2 separate regions of the Sus scrofa genome follow, and region 1 is linked to region 2. The links are chromatin contacts, called in public promoter capture Hi-C maps. All regions are on one chromosome and are shown on one strand. The core of a region is the stretch at or near the end of the contact, and the rest is flanking DNA. Distances in the headings are between cores, read along the strand shown.

Evidence for each region. Promoter capture Hi-C pulls out the DNA fragments that hold promoters and counts their contacts.
Region 1: a promoter capture Hi-C map of liver shows a contact between it and region 2, with 3 times the contacts expected there. The contact joins the promoter of SHKBP1 here to the promoter of C6H19orf47 in region 2. A contact is called at or near these places in 1 of 5 promoter capture datasets (liver) and 1 of 47 Hi-C or Micro-C datasets (fetal skeletal muscle).

What each region holds. Positions count from the first base shown.
Region 1 is chr6:48,807,428-48,814,688 of Sscrofa11.1, reverse strand. SHKBP1 (SH3KBP1-binding protein 1) reads right to left here and starts at 1,526. Exons shown (of 17, transcript XM_021094398.1): 1 at 1,381-1,526; 2 at 1,095-1,148; 3 at 924-969; 4 at 753-826; 5 at 401-459. The coding sequence starts at 1,466. It overlaps SPTBN4 (spectrin beta chain, non-erythrocytic 4), which reads right to left. Exons shown (of 36, transcript XM_021094394.1): 32 at 6,942-7,011; 33 at 5,991-6,283; 34 at 4,644-4,817; 35 at 4,455-4,497; 36 at 1,890-2,935. The coding sequence ends at 2,777.
Region 2 is chr6:48,641,474-48,648,339 of Sscrofa11.1, reverse strand. It overlaps C6H19orf47, which reads left to right and starts at 2,978. Exons shown (of 10, transcript XM_021094390.1): 1 at 2,978-3,084; 2 at 5,748-5,852. It also overlaps a transcript of PLD3 not described here.

The DNA of each region.
Region 1 (7,261 bases), core at 277-2,776, 170 kb before region 2:
AGGGTTCACAGCTCAGGTGCCCACAGGCTGCAGCCTTGTGGGAGATGTAGTCTTTAGAGCCCTAGCCACTCTCTCCATTCCTTAGTAGTTCCCACCTGGTGCAGGCAGGTAACCATTGAAGAGGACGTTTCCACAAGAAGATCGATCCAACTCTTCCAGAAGCTGCAGACGACGAACTGGGACAAAAGGACCTAAAGGCTGGGACTTGGGGAACACTGAGACAGATCCCTTTTCCCCTCCTCCATTTCTTTCTCCACAGAATACCACCACTCTTCTGAGACCCAGGATTAAATCCAGTGCTCTCATCTCTAACCCAACCTTCTTTCAAGAGGGGAAAGAGGGAGCACCACCAGAGAGCTGGTTTTCTATTAGAAGAGGATGCTAAGGGGGCCCCACTTACCCAGAGGAGTGAGCCCATAGAACTGGGCTTCGTGGAGGAGGCTGGAACCATGGACACCCCTGGGTAATAGAAGCGACTAGGGGTCAGGCTCTGGGGAGTGGGAGTGGGCAAAGAATTCTGAGGATGGAGTTTTAAAAACTGTACAGAGAACCCTAAGAGGTAGCAAATTTTGATGGGATCAAGATTCTAAGGAGAGATGATTTGGGCAGTGAAAATGTGTGTGTTTGAGGGGAATTCTAAGGTCATATAATTTAAATATGATCAAGGTGCTTAAGTGAACATTCTGAGGAGAAGATGAGACTTCTCAGGGGGTAAAGACGGTGCGGGATTCCCCGCTATCTTCCATGCCAACCTGGGGTCCAGCTCTTTGGTGCGCAGGAAATTGAGGATGGGGGCGAAGACGGTGGGGTCCCTGTCGATGAAGATCTGCGGGGAAGAAGACAGATGGGGCAAAGAGCAAGGCTAAGTGGGGATCCTGTCCCTCCTCCTACCGGCCGCCCCTTTCAATTCTTGCTCTACTCACGGCGCCAGTCTCATCTTTCAGTGTAGAGATACGTCCGCTCAGAAGACTGCAAGGGGGTGGGGGGATGATAAGCGGGTGTCATGGGCCGCGGTGTGTGTATCATGGGGGGAGATTAGGTCTCCCCGTACCCTGTCCTCCCACCCCCCACCCCAAACTCGCTCTCCCAATCACCTGGAGAAGAAGGAGTCTGGGATCCAGGTGAGAGTCTGGCGAGAGGTGCTGAATCTGTGCGGGGACCGTGAGAGGACGCGAGATGATGGAGAGAGGATGGCGAATGAGGCCCTAATCCCAGGACCGGGTGAGTTCCCTTCGCTCCTCCAGCACCCATCAGGCTCCCGCGCCTCCAGCAGAGGGCGGAGCAATCCTTGATGGACAGGGATTCCCCTCGGGAGAGACGGGTACTCCCACCTCGCTCCACACCGCCGAGAGTAGGGTCTCGAGAATCTCCTACACTCACCTCTTGCCTCCCACGTTCAGATGAATCACCTCGCCGGGAGGCCCCCGACTAGGGACCCCGTCGGCTGCAAGGGCCGCGGCTTCCATGGCCCTCGGGCGAGCCGGCCGGCCAGCACCCGCTTCCGGGTGTGCACCCCACCCCCGCCTCCACCGCGTGCTCATTGGGCCGGAGACTCCTGGAGCCACCCGCGATTGGGCAATGCGCTCACTTGTCGCAGTTAATGTTCTCCTCCTCCTTAAAGGGGCCCGCTTTTCCTGTGCTGGACGGGGCGGACCGAGAGGCTCCTTTGGGGAAGTTTAGTTACCGTGAATAGCAAAACGTACCTCCACCCCTCTGGGGTTCCCAACTTAGGAATGGCATCTAGCTGCTTCTTCGGGGGCACGTGTTTAGACCTCGAAATTAGTCCATACCAAGAGGGACATCTAAATGTTCTCCGCAACACAGTTTCCTGGCCTCGCCCCACCCAATCCTCCCAGGCGCCGCCCAAGAAACTTGAACAAACCGTCATAGACCGTCAAAGCCAAAGAATTTATTATAGGTACATCGAGTGTGCGCCTGCCGCCCCACCCCTTACCCCTGAGCCCCAGCGGCCCTGGGGGCTGCCTACCATCTGGTTCCCCCACTCCTCCGGGAGGTGCTCCAGCCAGAAGCATGCAGGGGGAGGGCTTCCCCTCGCCCCTCCCCTCACAAAGTGACATTTACAGATAGAGGGGGGAGGAGAGAGGAAGACAGTTTTGAGCTTTGACGCCCCTCCCATTAAAAGCCTTCGCGGATGCGGGGCGGGAGAGGAGGAGGTCGACGTTTTGCAAAAATAAACTAAGTCAGGAATTAATCGCATGGCTCTGAGACGGCGGAGGGCAGGGGCTAGGGCCCCTTCTCTCCCCCTCCCCAGACAGAGATCAAGGCAGCATTGGAAGTGAGGTAAAGGCGGGGAGGGGGCGTCCCCTCCCCACCCCTAGCACCCTGGATGGTCCAGGGGACCTCACCAGCGCCCCCATGCCCATCCCTAGGGCGGAGAGGGGCGCGGAAATTATCGCCCCCACCAACCCAGCTTCTTGGGGCAGGATATGGGCATCGGGGCAGGGGGCTTGGCTCAACCGGCCCCTTACCCGCCCCACCCCCCAAGCTCAGTTATTGCATAAAAATAAAGGAGCCCCAGCACCTGGGGTGGGGGTGGCGAGCGGGAAGGGGCCGAAATATGGCTAATAGGGGCAGCAATCCCCCCACCACTTCTTGGGGTGCAGGAGAAGACCCCTCCTTTCCAGTGCCCATCATGGCGCATCCTCAGTGTTGGTTGGGACTAGGGGCTCCTGCCCCATCGGAAGAGAAAGTGTCTTTGTGCCCACAGTGCCAGGAGGAGGGGCGGGGAGGTGTGTCAGGCCCTGGGGGTGGGAAGTCACTTCCGGCGCCCACTGGCTCTGCGCTCCCCTGCCTCCCGCTTGGGGTTGCCCTCGTCTGTGGACGACGTGGTGGGCGCTGTCTGGCTCCAGCGGGCGATCTCGGCGTGTTCCGCCACCGAGGCAGCCACAGCCTCCAGCCAGCCGTTCATTTCTTCCTGGAGATAGAAACAGGACACATAGTTTATGTTTGGAAGACTGAGTGATAGATGAGCCTGGAATCAGACTGCCCACTTACCCTCGGTTTGCTCATCTGTTGAACCGGGTAATAATAATGAAGATGCAAGTAGTTACACAGCGTTTATTTTGCGCAGGCTCTGTTCGAAGCACTTTTGTGGATTAATTCACTTAACTCTATTCGGTCAGATTATATCTCATTCCCACCATAAACAAGAAACAATAACACTAGCAGACACTGACATTTTCCAAGCAGCCCTGAAAGTACTCTACCTATATCAACTTATTTTTCACAATAACTATAAGACGGAAAACTTTTTATCTCCACTGTATTTATTTATTTATTTATTTTGGCCTTACCCAGAGCCTGTGGAAGTCCCGGGCCAGAGACTGAACCAGCACCACAGTAGCAACCAGAGCCACTGCAGTGACAATGCGGGATCCTTACCCTGCTGTGCCACAAGGGAACTCCTATCTCCATTTTAAAGATAGGTCAAAGAGGCATGGAGGGAATAAGGGTCTACTTCACAGCCTCTTAGGAGGATGAGTGAGGCAACAAGCGGCACTATTTTCAACATCTCTTCAAGCCACCTATGTGCCTGCTCCTCCTCCTGACCTCTCCCCCTCACTCCAGTCTCAAGGTCTGCTTACACTCCCATCTCTCTCCCACCCCTCCCGCCCCTCCCCGAAGGCCTGCCTGGTGCTCTCTCCCTTGGTCTCTGCCCTCTGCCCTGGCGACCTCTCATGCTCCACAAGCGGGGGCCACAGCTGAAAAAAAAATCTTTTGGCAGGGAGCCAAAGGGATTTTTTTTTTTTTTCGGCTGTGGCCCCTGCATGCAAAAGTTCCTGGGCTGGGATCAAGCCACAGCAGTGACAGTGTTGGATCCTTAACCTGCTGAGCCACCAAGAAACCCCAAGGGATCCTTCCTAGGCATCACTGTAACCCTCCCTTGCTCAAAACTATGCCATGACTCCCGAGTGCCCTTGGGATAAACTCCAGCCTCCTCCAAATGGCCCGTGGTGTCCGCAGAGGTAGATGTAGCCCCTGGGAGCACCCTCCTCCCTGAGCTCCCCTCTAAGGCAGTTAACCCTTTGGACTCTGCACCTCTGGTTCTTTGCACTTGCAGTTCTTTTCTTCCTTCCTTTCTCTTTCTTTTCTTTCTTTCTTTCTTCTTTCTTTCTTTCTTTCTTTCTTTCTTTCTTTTCTTTCTTTCTTTTCTTAAGCTAACTCCCTCCTAACTTTCCTGTATCACCTCAGAGGCCAAGGCTAGGAGACTGGACTTTGTCCTGGGGCTTCCAGGCAGCCCTCCTGGTCCTCCCCCTCCCCCAGCTAGACTAGGAACTTCCTCTGGGCTCTCACTGCCCGTGGGCTTTCCTGGGAAGCCCCGGGAACTCTGGCTTGTGCTTCCCGGCTTCAAAGCCCCATCACTCTGGGCCAGGAGCCAGCCAACCAGGTGGTTCCCAAAGTTTGGATAGGAGAGAGAAAGGAACAGATCTCACCTCATCTTTAGCCTGAAGCAAGAACTCACTGCCATCCTGGGTCCTGTGGGAGAGGACACAGGACTTGGGGGCTCTGGGGCAGAGGCCCAGCCCACCCACCCACCAACTGTCCTCTGGAGGGGAGCAGGTATTGCTGGGAGGGGGAAGCTGGATCTTGGACCCTCCCTCGTGCCCATTGAGGGGGCTCACTGGAGCTTGAAGACGTGCTTCTTTTTCTTGTAGTCACTAGCCACCTCGCTGGTGGCCTTGTGCAGGCTGAGCAGTGGCTCCCCGCCGTGTGTGCCCCCAGATGCTGGGCCCTTGGCATCCTTGTAGAAGCCCAGCTCCCCCTTGCTGAGCACGCAGTACAGGCTCACCCATGACCTGGGGCGACGAGACGGGGCTCAAGGCAGAGTTGCAGCACTCTGCCTGGATAGTCTTTATTCATACCCTCCATGGGCTGAATATGCCTGAGCCTTCCTCCTCTTTGCCCTAGTTGGGCCATATGCCTGCAGCGCTTTTCCTTAGGGCTGTTGCTGAACTGAGGGGAGGGTCTAAGTCTCTCTGCACCAAGCCTTTGCCCAGACTGGCCCCTGCTGGGGCTGTCCTTCCCTATCCCCTCCCACACTGAATTTCCTAGAGGTGACACTTAAGCTGTCTCCTCAAGCCTTTTCTCGGGCATGTTCCTCGCTGCTCCTCCACCCCCCACCCTCGATCCCCTTGAAGGGAGATCTATTGGCTTACTGGCCTACCACTTGGCGTGAGGAATTCTTGTCTCCCGTTCAGCCAAAGCCCCAACCAAGGAGGAATTCTCCCATAAGCATAATACATCCAGGTGTCCCTGTTTATTTCCACCTTGGTTTTGGCACCAGAAGAAAAGACTACCTCCAGACCCCACAGATAAAACCTCCATCTGTTCCCCCATCGCATTCTGCTTGTTCAAAGCTCCCTTTCTGGGCTCCACCTCTCTCCAGATCCTGTCTCCCAGCTGGACAAAAAAGGGTTGGACAACCCAGAGGTGGATTCCAAGAGTCACCTAACATCACTGTTGGGCCCCGATTTGGAAACTTTCGTGAAGTGCCCTCCTCCCCTCAGCCCTCAGTTTGGGATCTACTTTTGAGACCCTCCCCCAATGAAACATTGAAATGAGTAGTCCCACCTGGCTCACTGGTTGGAGAACGTCCCCAGGCCCCACATCACAAGCCATGAGAACCCTCTAGACTAAACCTCACATCCAGTTTGCTATTAGCTCTAGTTTACGCCTACGTTGGTTGATTGCTTTGAGATTGAGTCGCAGTTTATTCATGTTCGAACATTTTCTTCAGGTCCCGCCCACATCTCGCCTCCACCGGCTCACCCACTGGACACACTAACCTTAGGCCCCTTCACCTCCGGTTCCTGGGATTGATTCTTTGAAGTGAAGGCCCCCTTTTCAGGCCCCGCCTACCCCGCCACCATTTGGGCGCCCTAAAAATTAGCCCCACCCCTCAGGCCCACCTATTCATTCATTGGACACAGCTTGGGACCCACCTTCCAAAGCCCCGCCCACACGCTCACCGGTTGGACGACTTGCGGTTAGCGTCGAGCTCGCGCTTGCGCAGCAGGAAGCCCTCGTGCTGCACTGTGTGAGTGGGCGGAGGAGGAGGCGCGGGGGCGGAGCCGCCTTGGGCCGGGGCGGAGCGCGAGCGCCGGCTTCCCCCGCCCTCACCACCCTCTCTGGGCCGCGGCCGCCGTCGCGGCTTGGGCCGGTCCCGAGCCCGCGGCCGGTCTGGCCGAGGTGTCCGCTCGGGCGGCTCAAGCCCGTTGGGCAGGCGGCCGGGGGGAAGCTCCCGAGGCTGAGGCAGCGACGGCTGTGTGAAGGGAGGGGGAAGAGGGGTGCTGTCCATAGTGGGGTGTGGGGGCCATCTGTCTGGGGGAACTCACGGGTCTGGGGATCCCATTTGTTAGCAGGGCCATCTCTCTTCCTCAAGGTTGGAAGCCCAATTTAGGGGCTCCCGGGGTCTGGGGAGTGGGTCTGTCAGAACTAGGTTTGGAATCCCTCTGGATCTTAGGGGGAGGGGACTAGACTTATGGAGGTGGGGGCGCAGGCAGGTGGGTGTCCCAGCTGTCTGTATAGGAGGAATCTGGAGCCGTGTGTGTGTGTGTGTGTGTGTGTGTGTGTGTGTGTGTGTGTGTGTGTGTCTGTCTGTCTGTCTGTCTGTCTGTCTGTAAGGAAATTAAGGTTAGAGAAAGAGTCCAGAACAGATGTGGGAAGAGCCTGGAGTCTACTTGTTTGTGTGTGGAGGGGGGGGGGGGTCGGAGTCTCTTAGGTTGATGGCCTCATCTTTCTAAGGAGGAAAATTTCAGATTGTTGGAGGCATTTGGGGGCCCTTGCCATTCCCTGAGAGTCTCTGCAGGGTTCAGCTGGGGGCGGGGGGGCAGGGCTAGGCACAGGTGTTTCTGGGATCTTGACTCCTGCTTTGAGGAGAGGGGCCCCTATACACCCACCCATACCAAGGCTCAACTTACCCCAACAGGGAGCCCGGGTCCTGCCTCTTTCTCCTGCAGCTGCTCCACAATGTCAGCCAGGGTGGCCTTCCTGGAGGGGAGAGAGGCACAGACAGACCCAATGGAACTAGGAGGTCTTCTCCCAGGGACTAGCCTGGCTGGCTGGAGGAACCGCCACCTCTGAGCCTGAGATGCCAGGTCCTTGTCCGCTTATGCAGCTGCCTGTCTCAGATGTCTGCCTTACACACCACAGGAGCCTGGCAGGTAGCTGCCGAGTGGAGGATGGAACCTCTTCCCCCGTCGAATTTTAAGCCGCACAAAGACCAATGTAAAAGGGAGCC
Region 2 (6,866 bases), core at 1,729-4,228:
GGTAGGATGTGAGAGAGGGTAGGGCTTCTTGTGTTTATCGAACCAGGCACTGTTCAAAACACTTTACATTCAAGGCTCACAACAGTGTTTTGTTGTTTTTCGGTTTTTTTTTTTAAGGCCACACCTGTGGCATATGGAAGTTCCCACACCAGGGGGCGAATCGGAGCTGCAGCTGCTGGCCTATGCCACAGCCACAGCAACGTGGGATTGGAGCTGCATCTGCGACCTACACCACCAGGATCCTTAACGCACTGAGTGAGTCCAGGGATCAAACTTGCGTCCTCATAGAGACTAAGTCAGGTCCTTAACCCACTGAGCCACAACAGGGAACTCCATAATAGTGTTTTTTTTTTTAGCCCCACTTAATAGATAAGGGAACTAAAGACCCAGGGACGTGAAGTCCTGGCGTAAAGGGACACAGCCAGGAAATGGTGGGGCCAGGATTAGAGCCCAAGCTGCCTCAGGGTCTCGGGTGTAGACAGCTGCCTTTCCTGTTGTTTAACATCTGGAGATCTGTGGCTCCCTCCCTCCCCAGCCCTGTCAACAGCGGCTGAAGCCAGTGGTGGTGCTGGCCTCTCAAAACCTCCACCAACACCCCCACCCCCTCCGAATCTTTGAGAGGGACCCTTGCAGCTCTCTCCAAATACAAAGGATATGTGAGGGCAGCTTTAAGAAGAGGACTCTGGCTGTGCTTCCAACCAGGCTGCTCTTGCCAATCCATCCTTGGTAGAGGTTCTCCAGCTGCTGCTGCTGCTTCATGTCGCATCAGATCACGTCCCTTCTCGCCTCCAAATCCTCCCCTGGCTCCCGCCCCACTCAGAGTAAAGCCATAGTTTTCTCCAGGGCCCACGCCCGCCCCCCATGATCTGCCCCCATCACTCCTCTGACGTCAGCTCCCACCCCTCTCCTCCCTCACTGGCCTCCCTGTTCTTCCTTAAATGCTCCTATCTCGGGACCTTTGCATTTGCTATTTTCTCTGCCTAGGATGCTGTTCTACCTCCAGGCAGCCATGTGACTCTCTCCCCTCCTTCAAGTCTTTGTTTAAATGGTGTATCTCAGAAAATCTTCCCTGACCACTCTTTTTTTTTTTATTTTTTATTTTTGCCATGGTATTCAGAAGTTCCTGGGGACAGGGATCGAACCCTCACCAGGGCAGCGATCGGAGTTGTGGGATCCTCAACCCGTTGAGCCACACGGGAACTCCCCTGATCGCCCTATTTAAAACAATGATCTTTGTATTCCCACCCCTCTTCTATCATGTGACATAATCTACTTACCTGTTTGCTCACTGTCTCTTAGCCCTGCTAGAATGTAAACTCCACCGGGCCTGTTTTGTCCACTGATGTGTCCCCAATGCCTAGCACAGTGCTGGGCATGTAGAACACGCTTAATAAAAATCTGTTGAATGAATAACTTGTGTTTTCATTCCCATGTTGCAGATGTAGCAACTGAGGCACAGAGACCTTAAGCTACATGCCCAAGGTCATGCCACTATTTAAGTACTAAGAACTAAGATTGGAAATGGGGTGTTGCAGCCCATGGAAATACATTGCTAATGACTCTCCTACGTGGCCATGCTGAGCAAGCTGAGGGACTAAGATACCAGCTCTCCCCCTGGGGATGCAGGGTTGCTGAGGTTTGACGACGGTGTGGTGAGCCCTGTCTCTCTCTCTGTACCTTCAATTCTCTGAGTCAAGGGAGGACTCGGTCTAAGCTACCTATAACCGTCCCCCCACCAAGCCCTCCTGGACTCCTGCCATGGCTAAATGCTCTCAATTTGGGGGTGGTTAATCAGTCAATCCAACAAGGTAAAGAGAAAGGGATTATGTATTTACATGAACAAGGTGCGTGATGGTTGATGGGTCACCCCCTCAGATGTGGTGACGTGGCAGAGGTGAGGACAGCGTGGAGATTGCCATGTGGGGTAGCATGGGTTGGCTGTTGTGGCATGAGCATCAGGATACAGGAAGTGTGATGACATCACCAGAATGATGAGGGCAGTTGGGGGTAGGGGGAGAGTGACAATGAGGTGATGAAGGTGACTGGGTGAGGGTGACATGGCTAATAATATTAGCCCAAATCACCATATCAAGTTGGGCATATCACTAGAATAATGCAGAATTCTTAACAATCATCCCTGATGTTGGTGTCCTTGTGTGGATTTTACAGATGAGGAAGCTGAGACTGCAAAGGTGTGATTAGGTCAAGGTTACCCAGAGGTTTAGTGGTGAAGTCAGAATCCTGGCACGCCCTGAGTAAAGGGCTTTCATACCCGGAGTACATGAGAGGTGACTTGGGGAAATGACAGAGACACGAAGAGAAGAAAAACTGTAGGGCAGGGTGGCTCTTCATGGTGAAAACTAGAATCATTAGACGTGGGCAGTGACTGTCAGAGGAACAAAGGTGACGACGAGGAGGGATGGCGACAAAAGGGGTGAGCATGACCTAAGGGAAGCCAGAGAGCGACTTAAGGAGATGGTAACAGGAGGCATGCGAAGGTGACACGGAGGTATGACGACGATTTCTGAGAAGAGTGATAGCAATAAAAGAGGGGTGCAGGCGACACGAGACGGCGACTACGACTTAACGGGTGGGGCGACTTCAACAGGTGCTGATAATGGGGGCTTAAAGCGAACGAAATCTTGTCAAGGGTGATGATGGCGACATAAGGGGAACGGTAACGATTTAAGCAGGATACAACATGCGGAGGAATGGCGACATACAGGGACAGAGGTCGATGTGCAGAGAAGAGATGCATTACAGACGAAGGATAACACGAGGAGGACGGCTGAGGCGCCGCGCCCCCAGATCGCACATTACCTGCTCTCCACGTCTCCCACTCGGGACCCAGCCCAGCACGCACCTTTCAGGCTGGAGCCCCGCCCGACCGCCCCCCGCGGCGCGCAGGCGCACTCCGGCTGGACTGCGGGCCGGCGGGGGCCGGGAAATTACCTTTCTCATTGGCTGCGCTCCTCGCCAGCGAGGGGCGGAGGGAAGCGCCTGGGAGACGGCGGGCGGTCACGTGACAGTTGCAGCTGCGCCCTCGCTGGTGGCTCCCCAGCGGGCTAGAGAAGCCGCGAGCGGGTGAGTCCGGCTTCCGGCGGCGAGGGCGGCGCTTCCGGGGCGGGCAGCCGGGCCAAGGGAGGAGGGTCTGACAGTTGGCGCCGCCGGGAGGGCGGGCAGGTGGGCAGGTGGGTGGTGCGAGTGGGCGCGTGCCCAGAGGGCCAGGTGAGGCGCGGGCCGGGGGTGATGGGGTAGGGCTGGGTGAGGTGGGGATGAATGGCGTCCAGGGTTCCGGAGTCAGTCCTGGCGCCGCTGTACGGCTCTGGATTAGCGAGTTCTTTCTCTGAAACTCAGTTTCCTCCTCTGTAGAATGGGGGTCAGAATCTGACTGTAGCATCTTCTTTATGGGTTGTAGTGAGAAATCAGTTCGTGCATGTCGGAGCTCCTTAGCTCAGCGCCTGGCACACTGCTCACTTCGTTACTATACTATTATTGTTAGTATTGTTGATGATCTTTGCGCTTGGTGTGGAAGATCAAGGTGTGGGAGCGTGAAATTGGGGGCCACAGATTTCAGCTCAAGTCCTAACTACACTTTGTGGTCGTGGACCTATATCTTCACCTGTCTGAACTGAATTTTCCTCGTCTCTACAATGAGGGCTAATAGTCTCAATATCATAGCATCACTGTGAGGATGCTGATGAAATGTGCGTGTTGAGTCCTTAGCACAGGGCCTGACACAGTATTAAGTAGGAGCTCAAAAGATTGAGACGCTAATAATGATTCTCAGAGTCATTGGTGTAAATGGGACTTGCAAGGATGTAGAGAGGAGGAGGAAGCTAAAAGATGGCAAAACTTGGAAACTGGAGTTGGGCAAATTGACATCCTGCCATTCTTTTTTTCTTTGTTCTTATGTCTTTTTAGGGCTGTACTCGCAGCATATGTGAGTTCCCAGGCCAGAGGGCGAATCAGAGCTGTGGCTGCTGGCCTACGCTACAGCCACAGCAACACCAGGTCTGAGCTGAGTCTGTGACCCTCACCATAGCTCACAGGAACCTTCAGTCCTTAACCCACTGAGTGAGGCCAGGGATTGAACCCACGTCCTCATGAATACTACTCATTTCCTTACTGCTGAGCCACAACAGGAACTCCCCTGCCACTTACTATTTGATCAGTTTTGCTTAATCCCATTGTGTTAGGTTTTCCATTTTCTTTAAAACCACGGATGCATTTTCCTCCAGTCAATTCAATTGAGAAGGAAAATTTGTGTTCTTTCCTAATGGAAAAGTAGCATTGCTGGCGTGAGAAGAAGGAAAACAACCTGAACACCAATGGAAGCAGAATGGTCTATTAAATTGTAGACAGAACCTGGAAGAATTGAAAACTTACACTGTGTGATTCCATGTTGTCAGATCCCATGGACCCTGTCAAGTTATCTTATACTCTGTTCTCAGCTCACACTTTGCATATGACTGATATCAGCTCAATGACTGTCCTCTCCTTTCCCTAGCTCACTGAAGGTTTATTTATTTTACTTAATGCACATATGCATAACTGCTGAGCACTGTTTTAAGGGCTGGGTGCTTATGAACTCATTCAACCCCACTAAGCACTTTAAGAACAGATACATTTGGAGTTCCTGTGGTGGCACAGTGATTAACGAATCTGACTAGGAACCATGAGGTTGCAGGTTCTATCCCTGACCTCGCTCAGTGGGTTAAGGATCCGGCGTTGCTGTGAGCTGTGGTGTAGGTTGCAGATGCGGCTTGGATCCCACGTTGCTGTGGCTCTGGCGTAGGCCGGTGACTACAGCTCCGATTGACCCCTAGCCTGGGAACCTCCATATGCCACGGGAGCGGCCCTAGTAAAGGCAAAAAGACAAAAAAAAAAAAAAAAAAAAAAAAGAACAGATACGTCTATCTTTTTTTTTTAAATCTTTTTATGCCAGAACTCTTGGCATATGGAGGTTCCCAGTCTAGGGGTTGAATCGGAGCTGTAGCTGCTGGCCTGCACCACAGCCACTGCAATGCAGGATCCAAGTCACGTCTGTGACCTACACCACAGCTCACGGCAATGTCAGATCCTTCACCCATTGATCCTTCACCCATCGAACCTGCGTCCTCATGGATTCTAGTCAGATTTGTTGCCACTGAGCCACAATAGAAACTCCACACCTATCATTCTTTTTTTTTTTTTTTTTTATAACTGGAGTATAGCTGATGTACAGTAACTCCTCTATCATTCTTATTTTAACGTCGAAGGGAGTGAGATCCAGAACAGTTAAGCCATTTGCCCCAGAGTCAGAGTCAGGAAGTGGTAAAATTGAGACTTGGAGCCACACCTCCTATGGGCTTTAGCACAGGGAATCTGGTGCATGGTAATTACTTGAATTTTGGGAGCTATCATTTCTTTATTATTATTATTATTATTATTATTATTATTATTATTATTTTGTCTTTTTGCCTTTTCCAGGGCCGCTCCCGTGGCATATGGAGGTTCCCAGGCTAGGGGTCAAATCGGAGCTGTAGCCACCGGCCTACGCCACAGCCACAGCAACATGGGATCCAAGCTGTGTCTGCGACCTGCACCACAGCTCATGGCAACGCCGGATCCTTAACCCACTGAGCGAGGCCGGGGATCGAATCTGCAGCCCCATGGTTCCTAGTCAGATTCGTTAACCACTGCACCACGACAGGAACTCCCTATCATTTCTTTATTATTAATGTTTTATAATTTTCACTGTTTAGAAAGTCAGCGCTGGAGATGGGCTTTTAATGGTGGCGAGAGGAAATTGAGTCCAGCAGGGAATTCTGCGGCTGTGGTGGGAGGATACCAGTACGTAAAGGCGTCTAGTAAGTATCAACTGAAACTTTGCAAAGACAGACCACATCACCTGCCTAATGGTAATCCCTTGACCAGTGTTAATCAGAGCCATGGGACTGACTTGGGTTCAAATCCTGGCCCTGCAGTTACTTGCTGTGTGACCTCGGACCTGCCACTCTCACCTGTAACTGGGAGATCATTTCTTCTTTTACTGCTGGTGGTTGTGAGGAGTTGCTAAGATGTGTACACACTCAGTGCCTGGCATGGAAACATTTCGACAGGAGCTACCGAATGAGCTTTGCGATCAGGGAGAACTTGTTTTAGAATCCTAGTAGAGCTGCTTGCTAGATATGGGACTTGGCAAATGACTGCACCACAATGAGTCGGTTTTTCATTGATTAAAATGGGGCTAATTATAGTCCTCACTCATGAGCAGGTTGTGAGGCATCAGCGTGATGCCTGGCACTGGTCCTGGTGCCTAAGTTAGTGCTTGGGATGTGAGATGTTGTCCTTGTGTCTGACTTAAGGGAGCCTCTCCACGCCTTGCTCTGTGAGACAGGCTGGTTGTGTTCTTTTTATCTAGCGGTAAAATTCAGACTGGAGAGGGGAGCTTAGGAACCAAGTGCAGGGTGGAGTGATGCCTGCAGTGATACTCATCACCTGAGTTGGGGCAAAGGAGAGAGTCCCACATCTGGGGACTCTGGGAAGGTGTCCCAAAGCCAGTGGCAGCCAAGCACTGTGAAGGAGAGCTTGTCAGGAAGATAGGAAGAGAAAGCATCCCAGGCACAAGAGACCTTGTGTGTAAAGAATGGGAGGCAGGCCACGCACTTGGGTGTTGGAGGGAAGGCTGGGGGGCACTGGAGGATAAGAAGAGCCGGCATTTCTGGAATACTTACTTTGCACCAGCTACTCTAGAGTGACTTTTTCTTTTCTTTTCTTTTCTTTTTCTTTTTTTTTTTTTTTTTTGTCTTTTTGCCTTTTCTAGGGCCGCTCCCACGGCATATGGAGGTTGCCAGGCTAGGGGTCTAATCCAAGCTGTAGCT